2 separate regions of the Mus musculus genome follow, and region 1 is linked to region 2. Evidence: chromatin contacts called from public HiChIP or PLAC-seq data. All regions are on one chromosome and are shown on one strand. The core of a region is the stretch at or near the end of the contact, and the rest is flanking DNA. Distances in the headings are between cores, read along the strand shown. Region 1 overlaps Abcc1 (ATP-binding cassette, sub-family C (CFTR/MRP), member 1). Region 2 holds the start of Abcc1 (ATP-binding cassette, sub-family C (CFTR/MRP), member 1).

What was found. HiChIP or PLAC-seq counts read pairs in DNA pulled down with a chosen protein or histone mark.
Region 1: an H3K27ac HiChIP or PLAC-seq map of the HPC-7 cell line shows a contact between it and region 2, with 5 times the contacts expected there. The contact joins the enhancer-like site here to the promoter of Abcc1 in region 2. A contact is called at or near these places in 10 of 39 promoter capture datasets (the 3T3-L1 cell line, 3T3-L1-derived adipocytes, the HPC-7 cell line and 7 more), 1 of 15 datasets of contacts at CTCF or cohesin (CD8 T cells), 1 of 484 Hi-C or Micro-C datasets (brown adipocytes), 8 of 115 datasets of contacts at active chromatin or transcription factors (CD8 T cells, the HPC-7 cell line, bone marrow-derived macrophages and 3 more) and 4 of 9 other capture datasets (adipose tissue, embryonic stem cells, liver and 1 more).

Annotation. Positions count from the first base shown.
Region 1 is chr16:14,407,591-14,413,285 of GRCm38.p6, reverse strand. Abcc1 (ATP-binding cassette, sub-family C (CFTR/MRP), member 1) reads right to left here. Exons shown (of 31, transcript NM_008576.3): 8 at 2,353-2,586; 9 at 1,660-1,837; 10 at 1-65. Among named protein-coding and RNA genes, the nearest start is that of Abcc1, 49 kb to the right of the region's middle. Within about 2 kb of position 3,340, at least 10 of the 459 cell types and tissues checked have an H3K27ac peak or open chromatin away from gene starts, as enhancers often do. A contact at or near this core is called in the HPC-7 cell line and bone marrow-derived macrophages, where this site is marked.
Region 2 is chr16:14,359,136-14,365,340 of GRCm38.p6, reverse strand. Abcc1 (ATP-binding cassette, sub-family C (CFTR/MRP), member 1) reads right to left here and starts at 3,783. Exons shown (of 31, transcript NM_008576.3): 1 at 3,698-3,783. The coding sequence starts at 3,745.

The DNA of each region.
Region 1 (5,695 bases), core at 2,091-4,590, 48 kb before region 2:
GACATGAGGTTGACAATCTCTCCGACCGTGGAAGATTTTCTAGCTGCATTGGTGATCAAAAGAGCCTGTGGGGTTCAGGAGAGAGGAAGAGGTGAGCCTACCAGTGAAGGCAAAGGGTCATGGACCTCCCCAGACCCTGGACAAGACTCTGGACAGCAGTACGTGCCTATCTTTCTCCTCTCCATCCTGAGCTGTTCCAGGCACTTTCCAAACCATGACCTTATATACTTCATATGCAGGCGTGTCACCTGGGGTCCTTAATCAGCAGGTCTGTGTTTAGGCTAAGATTCTGGATTTCCATGTTGTTGGCCTCAGATCCTAACACAAGGTTCTTGGCCTTATTACCCTGACACTGGGAGCTAGACAATGCTTTGTTTGGCCAGTCTGCATACTAACTGAAAGACAGTCCCTGGCCTCAACGCAGAAAATGCCCTCATCCCAAGCTATGATACCTAAAGTGTCTTGCGGTGTCAATGGCCTTAAAAATATCCCTATGTCTCTGAACACTGCAACCTTGACTTCAAGGTCCCACTGGTCTGGGATGCTGCCTACATACCAGGACTCAAGCTAATAGATGAGTGCAATTTGTAATCAGGGGTGAGAAGCACTAGGAAAACTGCCTCTCTTGCCAGCCTGTGAGCCCCGTGGTGCAGAAGCCAGGACATGTGTGGGCTGAATCGCTGGGTCCCTTTAAGTTACCTGTTTGTTTTCTAATGAGAGAAAAAAGTACGGACTTGAGTAGAGGAAAAGGATCTGGGAGGAACTGAAGGAGGAGAAACCTTGATCAGAATATACTGTATGAAAAAAACCTTATCTTCAATAAAAACTAAAATTATGGAAAAAAAAAAAACTGAACATCAACAACAACCAAAAAGTAGAAATGGGGCTATGGCCCAAGCTCTGTGAACAGTCCCTGCCAGCCATGTGCACTTCCAGCATGGTGAAACAAATAAAAATATTTAAGCTTGTCTGCCTCAATTCAAGAAGCACGCTCTCTCTTCAGTTCAAATGTAGGGTGACAGTGAAGGCAAACCCAGGATGTGAAACTAGAATATTTAACACAGATTCCTTTTCTTTAAAAAATAAAAATAAAAAAACTGTGCACACGTATGAACATGTATATGCAGACACATGCATCCACGGAGCACATGTGGAGGGCAGATGTTGTCCTAGCGTTCCAAACTGTTTGAGACAGGGTCTCATTACTACTGTACCCAAGGCTACCTGGCTCAGGAGCTTCTAGGAATTCTCCTATCTTCACTGCTCAGTGCATATATATGCACTACCTTGCCAAACTTACCTAGTTCTGGAAATCCAAACTCAGGTTGTCAAGCTTACACTTTACCTAGTTAGACATCTCCCCAGGTTCTGAACTTGAATTTCCATCCAAGACTTCATCAAAGAGAGCCAATCTGTCTAAGAAACCCAGCTACCCACAGGTAACATGTAGTCTCACTAATATCCCTCACACTTGCCACTGAGAGCCATTTTATTAAGAGATAAGCGTGATGAGAGCTATCTTTGGCCCCATGGTCCCCACAGCCCCCATCCTTTCTTTGCTGAGGATGCTGGCCTGGAAATCTCCACAGGTCCTGGAGAGCTCCAGCTAGCTGTCCCTGGATTATGGGGTCACAGGATTGGGTGTGGTGCCTGGCCTACCTTACGATAGACAGCGCCCACCACAGCAGTCTTGATGCGCATGCCACTGACGAAGCAGATATGAAAGTACTGGTGGAGTGCCAGTGTCTGCAGACAGGCGCTGACAAACAGCAGTGCTGTGTAAAAGTAGCCCTGCCAGTCGGGAGCCTCCCTGTCATTCACGAAGTTGATAATCAATCTGTGGGGGTGGGAGGGAGATTTAAGTGTGATACATACAGTAGGGGCAAATACTTTCAAGTCACCCTAGTGATTTCCACCTGAGCCATCCACCAGGCAACACTTTACCTTATAGGGGTGCTATGACTGCCAGGTACCAGATTATTACAACAGAGACCTCTGCCTTGGGATCACGATACCGATAGTTAGGTCTCTCCACCAGCACGTCACTCAAAGGTAGTCAAATAGAGCACACTGAGACCAAGGTGATGGAGAGAAAGATGGCAGAGGCCCGCTTGCTGGATTCTTGGTTTCCAGCTGCAGATATTCATGAGATCTACCTGCACCCTTGCTCTAGACAGTCCCATATCCTCCTAACTTTGGATTCAGGAGGTTTTCGTGACTTGCAATCAAAGTGGCCACAACTCAGATAGTAATTAAACAAAGCTGGGGAAGATGAAGGTAAGGGGCCGGTAACAAGCCTGCTCTGGCATATGACAGGACCGCCCAGGAGGTTATGGGGAACCAGGTTCTTACTCCAAGATCTTGGGGCCGGCAAACATCATCAGGTCATGAAGGGCCTTGTACAGGAAGCTCATGAGGAAGTAGGGACCAAAAGTCTTGTATAACACCTTGAACAGAGAGGGCTCCCGATCCTTGTGGGGTGACTTGACAATCAGTGCCTCCACCTCCTCATTCACATCCAACTGGGAACTTCCCTTAGGCTTGCTGGGATCTTTGGGAGGGGCATACACAATCCGTACAGGCTGCCTATAATGAGAGGAGAGTAAAGCAGTTATCTGGTCTACCAGAGATAGCCCACAGTCAAGAGAATAAAGAAGAGCCGGGCGTGGTGGTGCACGCCTTTAATCCCAGCACTCCGGAGGGAGAGGCAGGCGGATTTCTGAGTTCGAGGCCAGCCTGGTCTACAAAGTGAGTTCCAGGACAGCCAGGACTACACAGAGAAACCCTGTCTCGGAAAAAAAAAAAAAAAAAAAAACAGAATAAAGAAGAACAGAACCCAAGACATATCACCATAGAGTCAAGCTTAATGCAGTGAGTATAACCCTGGACTTGGGAGCCATGGGTTCAGATTCCCCCTGGGCCATCTGCTGGCTGCAACTGCAGGGATACTAAGGCTAGTTTCCTCGTTTGCAAGGCAGGGCTCATAGTAGCCACGCGTGGTGGAATGTGACTGTAACTCCAGTGCTGGGAAGCTGGGAGAAAGAGGTCACAAATTGTCGGCAACGATGAGCAACATAATGAGGCTCTGAGTCAATAAACTGGAAGTCCTGCCTCCCTCATGGATGGACAGAATGACAGGCGTGCTGGCCCCAAGCTCAGCTAGACACACAATCCTAAGAGGCTGTAGCTGAAAAGCATGGCAGCATGATGGCCCCAAACTCCTCTACAGATTCACAATCCCTATCAGAAGCTCAGACGGCTGCTTCGCATCACAGGAAGTGATGGGGCAGTTCTAAAATCTGAAATGGGAACTAGAGACCCAGATAAGCTAAAGCCTTCCTAAAAGAGAAGACAAAGCTGACAGATGTCAAGACAGAAACAAGGAAGCCACACAGGGATCAGTCTGGGCCCACAATTAAGGGCCCAGAAGCTGGTGATTTCTGTCAAGTCTATTCACTGGAAATAAATCTTTTTTTTTTTCCTCAAAAGCTGGTGATAGGCCAGGCAAAGTGGCTCATGCCTGCAATCTTAGCACTTGGGAAGTAGGTAGGAGGAGTGCCAGGAGCCTGGGCTACATACATGTATAGGAAGGGCCTCTCTAAAATTAAACAAAACAAAACAAAATAGTAATAGGAAACTAGATAGCCACATGCAAAGAATAAGCTGGACCATGATACCATATTATGTATAAAAAGCAAAGACTTTTTTCTATTTATGTTTATGTGCACTATATGAATGCAGGTATTTGTGAAAGCCAGAAACGGGTGTTGGATCCCCAGAAACCAAAGGTTACAGGTGGTTGTAAGCTACCTGGGGTGGGTGCTAGGAGCCAACCCTTGGTCCTCTGTACTGGAAGCAGGAGGTCTTACCCATGGAGTCATCTCTCCAGCCCCACAGAAATACACTTAGAAAGGATCCAACTTCTACATGCAGAAGCCAAGAGCTATAAAGCCTGCCAAGCATGACCTGCACGTGCTTGAAGTCCAGCACTTGGCAGATGGAGGCAGGAGAACCTTGACGTTCAAGGTCACTCTCAGCTATATAGGAAAGAAAATACCAGCCTGGGTAGGGTTATGTGCCAAAACTTTATATCAAAGGTGAAACAAAATAAAACCACCACCACCACAAAACAAACCAGTATGGCTACACAAGTTTCCAATCAGACTTGTTTCATAAACTTGAGTCACAATGACTTAGCCCTGTGACCATCCTTCTGTGTGGTGTTGTAGTTCTGTCCTGTCCTACATAGGATAGTCCTGAATAAAGACAAATACCCCACCAGACATCCACACCACTAAAATGCTAACCTGAAGTCCCCTATCTACAGACACAAGTTTATACAGATTGTATTCTTACACATTTATATACAGTACTCCCTCTTATCCATGGATACGACTGGTTCTGTTTTCTTACAAATACCTATGATAAAAGTTTAACCTTCAAGTCAAACATCAGTTTTTTTAAAAAGGAAACACACCATCCTGTAGTAAAATGGCACAATGTAAGTGTGTTCTGTTACTCTCAAAACAACGTCTACTACCCTCACCCTTCCTGTGGTCCTCAGAGACAGCAGACTGAGGCAACGACAGGCCTGTGTTGTACTTTAGACTGCTACCTAAGTCTGGTTTTTGTTTTTAATTTATTTATTTTACGTATATGAGTGCTCTATCTGCATATAAACCTGCATGCCAGAAGGGGGCACCAGATTACATTATAGATGGTTGCAAGCCAACATGTGGTTGCTGGGAATTGAACTCAGAATCTCTGGAAGTACAGCCAGTGCTCTTAACTACTGAGCCAACTCCCCAAGATCATTGCTGAACTAACAGGACAGACACAGTAGACAAAAGAATTTTGTCACCTTGGATGACAGAATATGGTGGAACAAGAATTATATATAATTTAAAACTTAGGAATGGAATTTTAGATTTAATATTTCCAGATCTTGTTTGATCATGGGTAACTAAAACTATAGATATGGGAAGAAGAGCATACCTCAGTCTTTTAAACGAATAAGCAATTAATAGCTACTTTATTTTGTTTTACACTACCTATTTTGAGATGAGCTATCCTTTACAAATGTGTCCCTGGTAAAGTTACTCTACTCCCCTTTGCCTAATGCTGTAACTTCTAAACCAGCAGCAACAACAAAAACCTTGCAATGGCTGACAAAAAAAGAGCTATGACAGTCAACTATGACAGGGAAAGGAAGGGGTCAAAAAGGAATTTCTAGTCCATAAATGTCCCCAAAGAATGCTTTTAATTTATCAGAACATGAAACACCAGTGGTCTTTAAATCAAATCAAAAAGCAGAGTTAAGGACTTCCTCGTCTGTTCTTTGATTAAAAAAAAAAAAACTGACTTGCCAAAAATAATGTTTACCTAAAGAATTAGAAATGTACTCAGGAGACAAGGCCATGGGTAATCCAGGAATGTACCAACTGACAGGAGGATAAACATCCCCTAAATGACAAGGGGCCATCAGCCTCGATGTAGAACTCAACCGACCTCTATAAGAACTCTTTGAGTCAGAGTTCCCCAAGATGGAGCTGGCAGGCCAATAGGTCTTCCATCTTCTCAAGGTATTGATTCTGGATAAACCTCAAGCCCTATGAGTTGTCCAACATTGGTACTGGGAACCAAACCTCTGGAAGAGGGTACTTTAATCAGTTGCTGAGCCATCTCTCCAGCACTG
Region 2 (6,205 bases), core at 2,534-5,033:
GGAGGTGGAAAGCTAGAAGGTACCACAAATCAAATCAGGCCCCATAGCCAACTCACTCCAGAGCCTGCAAGGCCCATCTGCTGCTGACTTTTGTGTATGCCCAGATGTTCTCAGCAGATGCAACTATGGAGTCCCACCCAACTACAAGCCCGTACATCTACTGAGTGCTAACTAGGTACCAAGGAGCACTGTTCCCAGTGCTTGCCAAGAATTCTACTCAGCACTCAAACTACCACCCTTGGCTAGGCACTCCATTATTCTACATGGGGAAACTGAGGTACAGAGTAGAACCCATCTTAGCTGCAGAGCCAGCTTCTGAACACAGGGCACACAGGGACTTGCTCTGAGCAGTCACCTATGCAACTGACTGAGTTTTCCAATATTTCTACATTAGGCATGAAATTGATACTTTTCTTATTCTTCACTTTTGTTTTTGTTTCTTGAGGTCAGGGAATTGAGCATGGGACCTCAGACTTACTAGGCAAGTGTTGTATCACAGAACTAATCTCCAGTCCTTTTTTACATGTGATTTTAAAACAAGGTCTTATAAGTTACCCAGGCTAGCCTTGAACTTGTGGTCCTCCTGCTTCAGCTTCTTCAGTAGCCAGGATGACAGGCCTGCACCAGGCTTAATACATATTTTCTAATTTTCTAATTTACTGTGTGTGATATATAGATGTGGGATATATACATGTGTGTACATGTGTAAGAGCACACATACCAATTTATAGGACAAAGGAGTATGCCAGGTGTCTTCCTCTATCATCCTTCATATTTCCTTGAGTCAGGGTCTCTCACTGAACCTGAAACTTGCTCTTTTGGGAAACTCCACCCGCTCAATGCTACAGTTATAGACAGAGCCAGGGCTGGCTATTTACATGGGTCCTGGGACTCAAACTTAGGTCTCCCTGCTAATACATCAAGCACGCTTGCGCACTGAGCCATTTCCTCATACTTTTTTTTTTTTAAGTAACTTACAAAGAAAGGCCCAAGTCCCTTTTCCCAACCTTCTCTCAAAGATCAGCCACAAAACCACGGACTTCCTACCAGCTCCACACTCCCACTGAATAAAGCAAGCCCCTGCCAGCTCTTAGCTCAGCTTTCCACTTACATAACATTGTTTCTCTGTTCTCATCCTAGACCTTTGCACAAGGGAAGGTTGTAAGTTCTCAGCAGTAGACCCGAGCTAGCCCAGGAGCAAGACTCCGAGAGGGTTCCTGACGGCTGGAATCTTGACTTCTCTAAGCATAATGTTGGTCCTAAAAGGATCCAAGTACCAGTAGCAAAAGGACAGCAGCCCACTCCCATCGATCTCCGGGAGTCCTTACAAGCCCTGCTTCGCTGATTCTGTGGGCTGTGCTCGCCTGGTGTCCTCACACCGGGCTTCTACAATCCTTCCTCCCCATCTTCTGTGGTTCCTCAAGTCCCACCTAATATTTGGTTGTAGGTCTCTGCATCTGCTCCCATCTGAAGGGAAACAGGAGCAGATCTGGGGAAGATGGGGATGTGAAGGGAGGAACAAGGAGGGGAGGAGGGAGGGGAAGCTGCAGTTGGGATACAATACAATACATGAGAGAAGGCTAGACCACGAACACTGATAAGACCATGGCCGCAGCCCAGAAGGGCTGTTCTATAGAAACTGAGCACAGTAAACAATGAAACAACTCAAGATGGTGAGGTCTAGAATGGCAGGGTGTGGCAGCGGTATAGATATGCTGGTGCAAAGCCACCTACTTTAGTTTATTGTTCTTTGAAGCAGTCTTGCTCTAGCACAGCTGGCCTGAATTTCACTTCTCCTGCCTCAGCTTTCCCAATGGTGTGATTACAGATAGGTGCACACCAGGCCAACCAACCCACTCTGTTTTGTGTTTGGATTCTCTAGCTACACATAAGTTCTTGCTTGCCAGTGGCCCTCTCACCCATTCTGATTCCAGGACTCCAGAAACAGGGTGTCCATCAAGCCTAGACCAGTGAGAGAGAAGAGGGGCCGAAAGGAAATCTGCAAGATGAGACTTAAGGGAGGATGGGAAGCTGCCTAAGGGGAAGGCCAGCCACCACTACTGCCAAACACAATCCATCCATCTTCATTTTCTGTGGCAAAAAGTTCCAAGAAGGAAAGAACACCAAGTCAGGCTTCTTGGGTAGGCTTTTTAGCATATTAGAAGCTAGAGAATACCTCCCAACATTTCCTAGTCATCACTGCGCAACAATAGGATACATCCAGATGTGAACTGGTGAGAGGCTTGAGGACCTCAGAACCCACACTGTGGAAAGAGAGTTCCACACAAGTCTGATGTGCGCATGTGCCATGGTATGCATACACTCAAACATACACACACACACAATATATGTATGTGTGTGTTATATATATGCAAAAATAAAATATGCAAACTGGTAGAAAATCTAATGTCTACTTCCCCTCCACCATAAGAGAAAAAAGAAATTCAGGAAATACTCCAGCACCCATGTTAGTGACCCAGATCCCCCTGAGTTCTTGCAAAATAACCTCGTTGTCTCTACACTTGGCACAAGGGTAGAGGACACACAGTGTTCCTGTGTGGCAAACAGGCACCTATCTCTTGCAGACTCCCGAATGTAAATCACAAGCTCTGTTTCCAGCTCTGGAGAAACCTCCAACCTCTTGGCTTTAAAATGAACCATTTATCCAAGTATGGTAAGTTTCTCAACCAAAATTGGCACCCTCCTCACCCAAAAGTCTCCCAGGGGGCCTTCAGGGGTCATCATTCCTAATGCAGTCTATCACGGAGGTACCACAAAACAGAACAAATACTTGTGGGCGCTAACCATCAGCTGCTAAGAAACAGGGATGTTTTTCTTGTTTCTCAAACAAAAAGAAAAGTCATTGTGTCCAGGGTTTCCTATTGTAGTCACTAATAATCAGGACAATGTGATGCAGGAGTGTTCTGGAATAACAGGCAAATCGCATTACAGGAACAGCATTACAGGAACACGAAATACACAAGCACTGGAGATTAGAGCAGTCAGCCAGGGAACCCAGCCTAGGATCATTTCACAAGAAAGCTACCTGGAGAGGGCCTGAAGTCCCCGGGACATCCCCAGAGCAGCGGAGTCTCTCTGACTCAGAGTAGAAGGCACTCTCCTGGTTACAGAGTCCAGGGCATTTTCCACTGCACCCCAAACCTACAAAAAGAGACAGAAAGGCCCTTCTCCCCTCTCTTGGCTTTTCCTTATTTCCTTAAAGTTCCCTGATAGCATTTAGGCAGAAAGGAGAGAGGATGAGAAAAAAAAACATGAAGCCAGAGTAAACGAGAGGTAAAACAAACAGTGGGGAACCCCAACACAAGCGATGGGAAGTCCCTTTCTAGAGTCTGGGCTCCTGCACGGTGCTCTATGATAGTGTGTGCGCGGTAAACGGAGATCCTACCCCCACAAAACACAGAAAATCCCCAATTTGCTGCCTCCAGATCTGGCGTCCCTTCCCGATGGCAGAACCCCAAAGCACAGAGGCACCTCCCCGCACACACCCAGCTCTCCCGGAACCCGGTCCCCAGAGTAAGAGAGCGGCGGCTACGCCGGGGCCCGGGTGGCGAATCCCCGCGTAAGCAGAGCAGGGCTCCGGCTAGGGGAGCAGCTGGGTCCGCGCGTCCCAGCGTCCCCCCACGTCCTCCGAGTCCCCGGTCGCCCCCGCGCCGTCCCCCGCGGCCCACCACCTTACCCAGAGTGGATCGGAGCCATCAGCGCTGCAGAAGCTGCGCAGCGCCATGCGGGCGGCCGGCTGAGCGAGGAGGCGCAGCGCCGCGCGGTTGGCCCGCGTCACCGGGATGCAGCCCCGCCCCACCCCGCCCCGCCCCGCGCGTGGGAGCGAGCACGGCCACGAGTTGCCCTGGCCTGGGCCTGCAGGCCTCGTCTGCAGCTCCCACTCACTGGCGGCTCCTAAAGCCGACACGGCCCGGAAGAACCCCGCACTGGGCCCTCCACACCTGGGCTTCATCCCAGGTGACCCTAACTGTACCGCTGGCCCCCCGCTGCGGGAGAACGCTCGGTGCTTGCGTGATTTTAGGGCTTTTTCCTTCAGTTGCACCTGGAGGGATATGGATGTGAGCTCCCAAGAAAGGAAAGAGAACAGATAAGGAAACTGAGGCTCAGAAAGGTGAGGAAATTCGCTCAGAGTCCCTCAACGAGTAGAAGTGTAGTTCGTTTGAATCAGGAGCCCTATGAATCCATTCTAAACACTGAGATCTCCATCCTGAACACCAGTTTGCCACCCCTCCTCCATGGTCTGCAAAGCACCCTGGGAATTTCTCCCATTCTGAGTGCAGCCAGGAAATAACTCATTTCCTTATTACTTGGTATGAGGAATTTGGGGACAGGGTTTCATATAATAACTAAATCTGGCCTCTAAAGCACTATGTAGTAGAGGATGAATGACCCTGAACTTGTGAGCCCCTCTGCCTCCATTTTTTTTTTTTTTTTTTTTAAGACAGACTGAAGTTTCTCTATGAAGCCCCTGGCTGTCCTGGAACTCAATTTGTAAACCAGGCTGGCCTCGAACTCAGAGATCTGCCTGCCTCTGTCTCCCAAGCTCTGGGATTAAAGGTGTGCATCACCTTTCCTCCACTTCTTATTACCCCAGCCACCTGGGGCGCTGACAACAAAACCCAGGCTTCCTCCTAGGTTTTGTTGTCAGCAGGAACCACTCCACCAGCTGAGCTATGTATACCCCTGAAAAAATATTTTAATTTAAAAAGTAATAAAGAAAATGAGTAAGATAAACAATTTTTGAAGGTCAACCACAAGTCAGGTCCCCCTCAGTATGAATAAGAGTTTGGTGGTGGTGGTGGTGGTGGTGGTGGTGGTGGTGGAGGTGGTGGTTGTAGTAACAGCATTTACTTCTATGTGTGTATGTGTGTGGGTGTGTATATAAACTTGTGCTTGTGGAGGTCAGGACAGCCTGGGAGAGTTGTTTTTTGTGGAACTTTGTGGATTCCAGGGAGCTAACTCAAGTCATCAGGCTTGGCAGGAAGTTTCTTTACCTCTGTGAATAAGTTTTTTAAAGATAATTACTTTCAGGTAACAATTCTCAATGCACTGTTACCCATATTTATTGAGCATCTGCTGTATAGCAGGAGTCTTGCTAGGCTCTAGCAAGCTAGCAGCTGGAATATGCTCAGATCTGACAGACGGGAAAGTGGAGCTGTATTTTCATGTGTTTTAGTGATAAGGCAACAGATCTTAATGACATGCTTTCATAATCGGAAAGTGTATTTGAAACTGTTGCAAGATCCAGGAAGGGGATAAAGAGGATCAAGGGGGCCAGGCCTGCTCAGGTAAAAGTCTAGAAGGCTTTCTGAAAGAAAGCTTTTGAGCTAAACACAAGCATGGTTGGGATTCCAGCCTGGGCTGGGCTGTGTCTTGAGCTGAGGAAAGCAGCCTATAAGAAAACTATGAAGCAGCCAAGACTGGTGGTGAACGCCCACGATCTCAGTACTTGGGAGGCTGAAGGAGGATCTTGAGTTCGAGGCCAACCAGGACTGCATGAGACCCTGACACAAAACGTAGAACAGAGCAGTTCTGGTGACAAAGCTTAGCTGGGTAAGTACTACTGCACAAACCTGAGAACCTGGAGTCTGGACTCCAGCATCCATGTCAGAAAACGCCCATGTGTCAGGGCACATCTGTAATGTGGTCCTGGGGAGATGGAGACAGGCAGATTCCTAGAACTCAACAGCCAGTCAGCCTAGCCCAGTTGTGAAGTCTAAATTCAGTGAGAGATGCTGTCTCAACAAATAAATCAGAGACAGCCAGTGAGATGGCTTATCCAGCAAAGGTGCTTGCATGCAGCTCTGACAACCTGGTCTCCCAAGCCCACAAGGTAGCAAGAGAGGATCGACTCCTGAGGCTCTTCTTTGACCATCACTAGTGCTCCAGAGCACATCTGCACCTGCACTCACACATATACACAAAATAAATTTCATTTCATTTGAAAATTAAGGGGAAAGGTTGGGCAGGGCTCCACACACCTTTAACCCTAGCACGGAGAAGGCAGAGGCAGGTGGCATGAGTGAGAGACACTCAAAAGAAGCAAAAGCAGGGATATTACACAGACAGGCATAAGCTTGAGCGAAAGGGGACGGAGCCAGAGTCCATAGATAGTGAACAGGTGACAGAGTGTAACACTTCTGTCCAGTGGGATGGCCTGCATTTCACACAGGAAATTCTGCCC